Regions from separate parts of the Zea mays genome. Here region 1 is linked to region 2. Evidence: chromatin contacts called from public Hi-C data. All regions are on one chromosome and are shown on one strand. Each heading gives the region's core, a stretch centred on a gene start, on an enhancer-like site or on the middle of the called end of the contact. The rest is flanking DNA. Distances are from core to core; before and after follow the strand shown. Region 1 holds the start of LOC103631945 (glutaredoxin-C9). Region 2 holds the start of LOC100191251.

What was found. Hi-C and Micro-C count contacts between places; a contact is called where the count stands out from the background.
Region 1: a Hi-C map of tassel shows a contact between it and region 2, with 1.9 times the contacts expected there. The contact joins the promoter of LOC103631945 here to the promoter of LOC100191251 in region 2. A contact is called at or near these places in 3 of 25 Hi-C or Micro-C datasets (ear, leaf and tassel).

The regions. Positions count from the first base shown.
Region 1 is chr7:5,564,671-5,569,397 of Zm-B73-REFERENCE-NAM-5.0, forward strand. It overlaps LOC103631945 (glutaredoxin-C9), which reads left to right and starts at 2,173. Exons shown (of 1, transcript XM_008653797.3): 1 at 2,173-3,140. The coding sequence starts at 2,414. The coding sequence ends at 2,893.
Region 2 is chr7:5,117,936-5,122,048 of Zm-B73-REFERENCE-NAM-5.0, forward strand. It overlaps LOC100191251, which reads right to left and starts at 2,495. Exons shown (of 2, transcript NM_001136685.1): 1 at 1,785-2,495; 2 at 808-1,345. The coding sequence starts at 2,028. The coding sequence ends at 1,083. LOC100281387 (nucleolar RNA helicase 2) reads right to left here. Exons shown (of 7, transcript NM_001154305.2): 5 at 4,068-4,113; 6 at 3,784-3,945; 7 at 3,013-3,678. The coding sequence ends at 3,226.

The DNA of each region.
Region 1 (4,727 bases), core at 923-3,422, 450 kb after region 2:
AATAAAATCGGAGGAGATTAGATGTGCTAAAATACCATAAAAGGAAGTGATTTTAGCATATCCGGTTTTTTTGCTTGCAAACTAGCCCTAAAAGTTGAGATTTTCTCATACGGTTGGGGAGACGGTCTAAAGTTTATTTTTGATATCTCAAAACATACCTCCTGATTGGTTACCGGTAGCTACAGGGCCACGCTCCCAACGCATGCAGACCAACGAGTGTAAAATGGTTTCGCCTCCACCTGGACGTACATGCTCGATCGCTGTCGTGCAGGTGCAGCCAACTAAGGGTCTATTTGTTTTGCTCTCAATCCATATGGATTGAATGTGTTTCAATCCTAAACAAGTCAAAATCTTTCATAATTTTATCCAATCTTATCCGATCCACATATGATAGGAATCACCGGACAAGCCCTAACGAGAAACACGGCGCGGTGAACGCTTGTGAGGAGCCCTGGGCCTTGGAGCTGGACAACCAATCACAGAGATAGTGTTGACGAGGCAACCTGCAGATAGCACCATTTTATCGGAGGAGCCGTACCGGTGGTGAGGATGGAGGTGCGATGGCGTACTATGCGACGTGTGTACTACCACCTGCATGCGGCGAGGAGAGGGGAAAGGGCACACAACAGAAGCGCACAAGCGGATGGCGTCAAACAGGCACGCTGTACTGTACGCAGCGGTAGTAGCCAGTACTAGCTAGCTGGGTCTCTGCATGCATCCATCGGCATCGGCGCGCGGCGCCCGCGACGGCGACGGCGACGGAGGCGAGCGAGATCGATCGAGTCGGTATGTGGTTGCATTCGTCCGGCCCGGAGAGAAAGACAAGGAGAAGAAGCGCGGCACAGGGCGCGGTGTCTGTGTATGTCTCTGTCTCGGGTCAGGTCGATCAGGTACGTCGATCGACGATCAGGGTTCAGGGTAGGTAGGTGGTGGTCCACGTACGTCGTCGTCCTCGACCTCGATCTACCACAAAGCAATGAGAAAGCAAGGGGGAGTAGTAGTGCGCGGCGCACTGGATCCCGTACGCGTGCATGCTAATGCTATGCTGTGCGCACACGCACCGGGCCGTACGTGGTCACGCACGCCGCGCGGCCGGGACATGCCATATGGCCTTTGTCCCGCGCAGGCTCTCTGGCAGTCTGGCTCGAGGTGGTCGAGGCCGGGGCGGGCGGGCGGGCGGCGGCGGCGGGCGAGCTGGGTGTCGCGGTCGCGGGCGGACAGAGGGGCGGCTGTGCTGTGTGTGTGTGTTCCGCGCCTGGCCGCTGTGTGTCCTGGCGACTGGCGTGGCGGCTGACGAATTCGCGGGACGTGGCGTTGTCGGCTCCGTGTCGGCGGCCGAACCACCACGAATCACTGACGTATCTCGTCTCCTCTCTCCTCTAGACTCCCACGATACGGCCAACGAAGTGTATGTACATATATACCCATGGTCATATGGCAACAAACGCCAACGCCAGCAGAGCACTGCCCGGCGGCCTTTTTCCCATCTCTCTCTCTCTCTCTGATGGCCTGATGGGGTGTGCATGCCTGACTGACTGATAGATAGATAGATGGTCAGGTCCGTCTGATCCTCATCGGCCTAGCTCACCCCACGCGAAAAAAGCCACTGCTGGCTGGCGCCCAGTTGCGCTTGCAACAGTCACTTTAACGAGCCCCGTCCTTGCGTTTGCCCTCCTCGCTCTGCCCCTGCCGCCGCTGCGTGGTGGTGCTGGTGCATGAGGCAGGCGTCGTACTAGTGCATGCAATGCAACCGTAGGAGTGCGTTGCGTACCCTGGTCTGTCCCTGCGGCCTGGCCTGCCGCCCTTGTTCGTTGCGGATGCGGGGGGTGCCGGGTGGGTACTGTACTGTACTACTGGGTAGAGAGAAGTAGATATAGATAGATAGAGAGAGAGAGAGGTCGGTCACCCCGGGCGCGGGACACAGCCTCTGCGAAAAAGCGATCCATGTCGCGCCTAGCTTTGACCCGGAACGGATCCCCCAACCAGGAACCAGCAGAGCAGGAGGGCCAGGCCACCACCTCTCGCCATTCCATTCCCGGTCCTAGCTAGTCCTGTTCTGTTCCTGTAGCAGTAGCTACGGTACTACGAGTCCTCCTCGACGTCCCAGGCACTACTCCACTCCACGCAGCAGCAGGCAGCGAGCATCTCTCGACCAGATGCATACAAGCTACACCCTCCTCGGCTCCGATCCTACCCATGCCGGCCCAGGCGGCCTATAAAAGCGCACCCCCGGCCCGTCTTCCTCCCACTGCATGCCCATTGCCCCCCCGGCCTTCGCCGTGCCAACGACACACCTCATCACCGGCCGGAACATTCCACGACCGAAGAAACCAGTCCCTAGCTAGTCCACGCACGACCAACAAGGCAGGCGAGCGACGACAGTCCAAAGCCTCCAAGAAGAAGAAGAACGAAGATGCTGCGGATGGAGGTGCAGCAGCAGCAGCAGGAGTCGGGAGTGAGCGGCGGCGTGGTGGCGGACGCGGCGGCGGCATCCGGGGCGGATGCCGCGCCGACGACGACGACGATGGTGGCCGCGGCGCCGCACTCGGCGTCGGCGCTGGCGGTGTACGAGCGGGTGGCGCGCATGGCGGGCGGGAACGCGGTGGTGGTGTTCAGCGCCAGCGGCTGCTGCATGTGCCACGTCGTCAAGCGCCTGCTGCTGGGCCTCGGCGTCGGCCCCACCGTGTACGAGCTCGACCAGATGGCCGCCGGCGGCGGCGGGGGCAGGGAGATCCAGGCGGCGCTGGCGCAGCTGCTGCCGCCGGGCCAGCCGCCCCTGCCCGTCGTCTTCGTGGGCGGACGCCTCCTCGGCGGCGTCGAGAAGGTCATGGCGTGCCACATCAACGGCACCCTCGTCCCGCTCCTCAAGCAGGCCGGCGCGCTCTGGCTCTGATCGCGCCGCCGCCGTCGTCGTCGTCGATCGGCCACTGCAACAGTGTGTGTGTGTGGGTGTCCATCTCCGTGCATGCGATCGATCGCTGCCCCTTAGACCTTAGTTAGTTACTCACTTACTACCTTAGCTTGCGTTTTAATGTAACCTCTACTAAGCTAGCTAGCTCTTGTTCTGTTCCGTGCCCATGCATGAGAGAGATCGAGTAATGCTGCAATCGCCTGCTGCAATTAATGCAGCAGCGCACGACGTCGCCGATATATGATGGTGCATCGATTATTGCACTCCGATCCATGGATATCATCGATCTTAACCGGACGTGGACGTACGGTGCCCCGGCCGGTGCAGGCAGATCGAGGAGGGCGGCGGCCGGCGATGCCCCCGGCTGAGGTCACAGAGCAGCAGCCGGGGGCCAGTCAGCAGCCTTGTAAAAGCGTACGTACGTACGTACGTCGTCGAGACATCAACGACGTACGGGGACGCAACGCAACGCAACCAGCCAAAACGGGATCGTTCGAACTAGAGCAAGACGTACGTACGGCTTTTGATGAGCTGGCGGTGTTAGACTGTTAGACATAAAAAAATACATAATACTATAATAAACATACAAGCTATCCATGGTTTCTAGCTTTATGCATGTTGGGGCTGCACTAATGACCATAGTAATTCGCTCATCAAGTGTTGTGAGGTACCATGGAAACTTCAAACTACGTACAGTTAGCAAATATGGACCAAACACAATGCACAAAATTTTACGTGAAAAGACTTTATAGGAAGAAAAAACACGAGCGTCAATCGTCAATCTTCATTATACGATGAGAGCTTATAGAACATAGAAAATACCTTCTCGTGCGACTTATAAGTTGTATATATATACGACGGACAAACTATAGTCTAATATGAAAATAAATCCACTAATTGATATAACCCGACCTGCACATGTGCCTCCAGACGTCCTCGCAAGACTCGCGCTAAAATTCACACGCAAGACTCGCGCTAGAATTCACATTGTATTTCAATAAACTCCACCTCATGGAGACGGCGGCGGTGCATCAGCAGGCAGAGGAGGGCGCGACGGCGACGCTCCCCCGGGCGGGGCCCTAGCTAGCTGATGTCAGGGAGCAGGAGCCAGAGCAGCCTTGAGCTGGGCCTGGGCAGCTGGCGATCGAGCGTCCCTTTGTAAAAAAAAATAAATAAAAAAGTGGCTTTTGACGGGCCAGCTGCTGGCGGCGTTAGTTTGTTGGCGCTTCGCTTTGTAGTAGATGAACGTAACCACACTTGTTTGTATAGTGCAGCATGCATGTATCGTGGTTTGGTATTGTGCTATTGCGATTTGCGAGCGTCGTCCGGACGGTCAAAGCAAGGTGACGTATATAGGGCAGCAGGAGGGGAAGCTAGCCGTTGCGTGGTATGCAGCGCTGCTTTATTTGGATGCATGCATATACATGGGGAGGGTAGATATATATCGATCAGTGGAGAGACCAGCCAAACAATGGAGGGCATGCATCACGCATGCATGGCGTGGCGACCTGACAGAGGCAACTGCGCCGCGACGACGATGGCAATATGCCGACCGCGCGCGCCGAGTCGGTGCAGTGCAGTGGGTCGGTTTCCGGGAATAGGCCCGGCAAGCTGCCGCGGCCGCGAAAGCGAAAACCCATGCATTGCCAGCAGTCTCTCTGGTGCCGCCGATGCGAGCGTACGTGACGAGGGAGGTACGGTGCACTGTCTGTCCCCGGCCATGGCAGTGCGCAAATGCAAAGACGAGCAGCTGCATGCAGACTATCAAAGTCGAACAAGTTCTTGTTTTTTCATTAGCATCAAGCAGCTCTTCATA
Region 2 (4,113 bases), core at 1,245-3,744:
AAAGTTTAAACTAGTGAATTATATAGTGTTGTAGATATAGATAGATTACGTTCTCCTGAAAATCAATCCGACTACTTATGTATTGATTCCCTCTCAAGTCTAGTTCTCTATTATTACTACCTCCGTTTGTAAATGTATAAGTTATTTTTATATTTTTAGATATGTTACTTTTACTATATAGCATTATAGCTAGACAATTAGATATAGACTGTATCAGCTAGATGTATAATAAAAACTATGTCTAAAATGACCTTAATGAATTAAATTTAAAATAGAGAGTTTATGTAATGGCTAGTTGGTTGGCCGGGTTATATAAATGGGAGCATATATTGGGTGCACATGACATGCCCGGTGCATATGTGCACATATTAAATCTCAGCCCACCATCCGTGATCCGACGTCGACATTCTTGCAAGAATGTCACCACAGTCCAGAGTCCACACACCACACCATACCATGAATGCACGGGACACTGGGGCCATGCGGCACCAAACCTACTGTGCTAGCCATCTTGCTGGTTTTGCTGCGGCAGCCTGCTCCTGTACACGGACCAGTCAGCATGTGCACTCATACGCAGCCTACAGCCTACTCCTGGTCCTTGAGAGCCAGAACGCATGCATGCCTTCAGAGTTCCGAAATCCTTGAGAGCTATCTCCATCATTCGCTCGCCTCCAAACACAATCAGAAGCTGCTAAAACGTCCAAACAATCAGAAGACGGCTGCACCGAAGGCATGCCTCAATTATACGCTTTCAAACTTCCATGGCATCCACAGACCAGCACAGATGTAGGGCTACATGGTTAATTTAAGAGGGGAATTCTATTCTATTTCGTGCTACAATCCCTGTTTCACAGTGCTTGAATAAGGAGGGAGCAAAAGAGCAGCAGTCATATTTACAGATGCATCCACATAACAAAAATAATATCTAGAATGCAGACTAACATTTCCAGCTAGAACAACTAATTTCCCCTTCCATATCAAAACAAAACAAAACAAAAAACAAAAACTTGTATATCACCATGTTTAAGTTCCCATGGCGGTACCATTCAACTTGAAACCAGCTTTGATTTCCAACGAGTCTTTTAAGGAGGCCAACGCTGATCTTTGAAGGCCCTGATGCATTCTACCGTGGACCGGATGCTACTCGACACGCCCTTCCCCAGCTTCGGCAGATCAACTCCTCCTGGAACCTGAGGGCTGTCCTGGAACCTCGGAAGCTTCTGTCGAGATTCTTTCCTCATAGCCGCTGCATTGCCCACGTAGCTGATGGCGTCCCATACCAGACCTCTGATGATGGTTAGGGCGTAGAATCTCGCTGAATCAACAGGGACGCTGCTCGCAAAACCTGTAGGTGAAATTCAGAAGGCAGATCTGTCCGTCATTCATGTGTCAGATGCTTGTACACAAAGGTCGGGAATAGCAACAAATAATCGGGCCTGCACTGAGGCGGTGAGGCCTGCTAATTGTGCATCAGTAATGATAGCATACTGTCAGGTTGCTAAATCATGTGCACCAACTAACACTGGCAAGGACAGGTGAAGCATGGTTGACTGAATATCCAACTACAGACATTTGTTTCCACCAAATCACCAATTAATTGATTGCTACTTGCCCAAATATTTCCATTCTATTTCTCACAACAATCAGGTAGAGATAATAAAAGCACTACTGCACTACACTAACTGAAACTCACACTGGATCCAAGAATTAGTACACCAATACCAACCGTGGTGCACATGGATTATTTATTGAAGGGGACGCAATAACAGAGCATGACTAATTACCACCGTGGTCGTGGTTCCTGATGAGGCTGTGCTGCGGCAGGCCGATGCCGACGCCGGCGAGCGTGAACCCAACGCTGAACCCCACGCCGCACCCGGCGCCTACGTACCCAATCACCTCAGGCCCGAAGCCGGGGCCCCAGCCGACGCCACAGCCGACGCCGAGCCCCACACCCCAGAAGGTGCCGGCCGTCGGGTGCACGGGGTTCCAGCGCTGGTACCGCCCGAGCACGCCCTTGATGATCATCCTCAGCTTCACGGCAGTCTGGACAAAAGGAACAATGCAAGCAGCAGCAAAAGCCTCATCAAAGATCCGACTTTTTTTTCCCCCGCGGAAAAGGAGAATAGAAGAAGCAATGGTGGGCGGCAGCGGAGTACCAGCTTGGGTTGCGCATTTGCTGCCGCTGGCGCGGCTGGTGTTGCGCTGGCCGGCGGCGGCGCGGGAGGGGGAGGCGGTTGGTGGAGCTGGGGGGAGTCTGGCATCAGCGGACCTGCCGCTGCTGCTGTGAAGAAGCCTCTGGGCTCCTCGTGACTCGTGGACGCCGCCGTTCGTGCAGTCTCCCAGCTACAGTCCGAGGTGTAGCAAATCTTATCGCCGTCTCCTCGCCGTCGCTCGTTCTGTCCCAAGCCAATCCAATGCGTCGCCGTCGTGGGTGCCTCTCCTGGCAGGAAAGAGGAAGCCCGTGCACTTTTGTTCGTTTTCTTGGGCCCTGGACGATTTTGGGCTAGCCCATCTGCGCTTGTGGTCGTTGGTAAAAATATCTGGCCTCCAGGCTCCCCGGGAGGATTTAAGATTTAACCTGAAACAGAACATTTCCATGTTAGATGAATAGATGGAGAACAAATTCATTCTTTTAGGAAAATCAATCATATATCGCAGAAGTTCTGTGTTCTGTGACAGTTGAGATCATGGAACAGATCTACAAGCAATACACCATCGGCAGTGGTCTTTGCTAATTTGACACCGGTCCATAAATCATAGACATGGACCCACAAATCATAGACAGAGATAGCAAAATAGCAAAGTGTCAACAGTTGGGAGTGGCGAAATTGCAAATATTTCCATGTACATGAACAGAAACCAAAAGCCATCCTTTCGTAGGATTATTAGGGCTGATTTGGTGACCCGGGATTCTGGGAGGATCGGAGGGAATTGAGGAGGAAATTAGTTTATTTCCCCCTCAATCCCCTCCAATCCTCTCAGGATCTCCTTGTCACCAAATCAACCCTTAAAGAGAACAGAATCAGAGCATACAGTGATGCAGGTTCTGAAACAACCTTGTATCAGAAGTGCAGAAGTTCTGAAAGAACCCTACAGGCCTACAACACCAAACTACTCGTGAAACAACGGGTGAATCAAGTGCTACTGGTTTGGTCAGGGAAGGAACATACAACAGGTGTTAGAAAAGGTTCAGAACTGTACAAGAAAACCCTATCCGATTCATCACTTGGAACCCTTGAAGCCACCGAAGTTGCCGGAATCTGACGTGCCAGAACCACCATAGCCTCTTGGATAACGTGAGGAGCCTGAATCATCAGAGCTCCGGGAACGCCCAAAGTCAGCGTTACCACGTCTGCTGAAATCACTGTCTCCAAAGTCGCCAAATCTATCAGAACGACTGAAGCTAGGCCTGCCAAAGTCACTGGAAGATCGTCTGAAACCTCCAGATCCACCGTGGTACCTTGAACCTGAGTCACGGAATCCACCGCCGCGGTCAGAGGAACCACCAAATCTCTCAAAATCACCGAAGCCTCTGGAACGATGGTCTTCAAAGTCACCATAACCTTCACGGCTAAAAGGTCCACCTGTTCTTCTGCTTCCAACTGATCTAGAGCGAGTATCTCTCATGACATTAAACATGTCTGCAGCCTCGTCTGAAACTGGCATCTTCGGAAGCTGCAAGCGGCAAAAAAAAGGAAGTGGATAAGTTTTCCACATTTCATCTCAACTACAAAAACAACTTCATGAGGATTCGATAGCTTGGTTCCTGAAGTACTCTACCTCTGTGAACCTGCATCCTATATCTTGCTCGATGACCCTTACAGCTCTAGTCTGTTCATACGTGTATATTAGAATTGCACTGCCTTTCTTCCCTGCTCGTGCAGTTCTCCCAGATCTGTGAACAAATAACTCCGATGTATTTGGGATCTCATAATGTACCACCTGAATATATAAGGGGGGAAACTCAAAACTATGCTCACAAAAAGAGTCAGCAGACATATTTTCTGGACGACAAAAAAAGTTTGTGATAAATATTTGCACATAGTATACCCCAGGTCACTCACTAGATCAACGTTGGGTATGTCCAATCCACGAGCTGCGACATCAGTT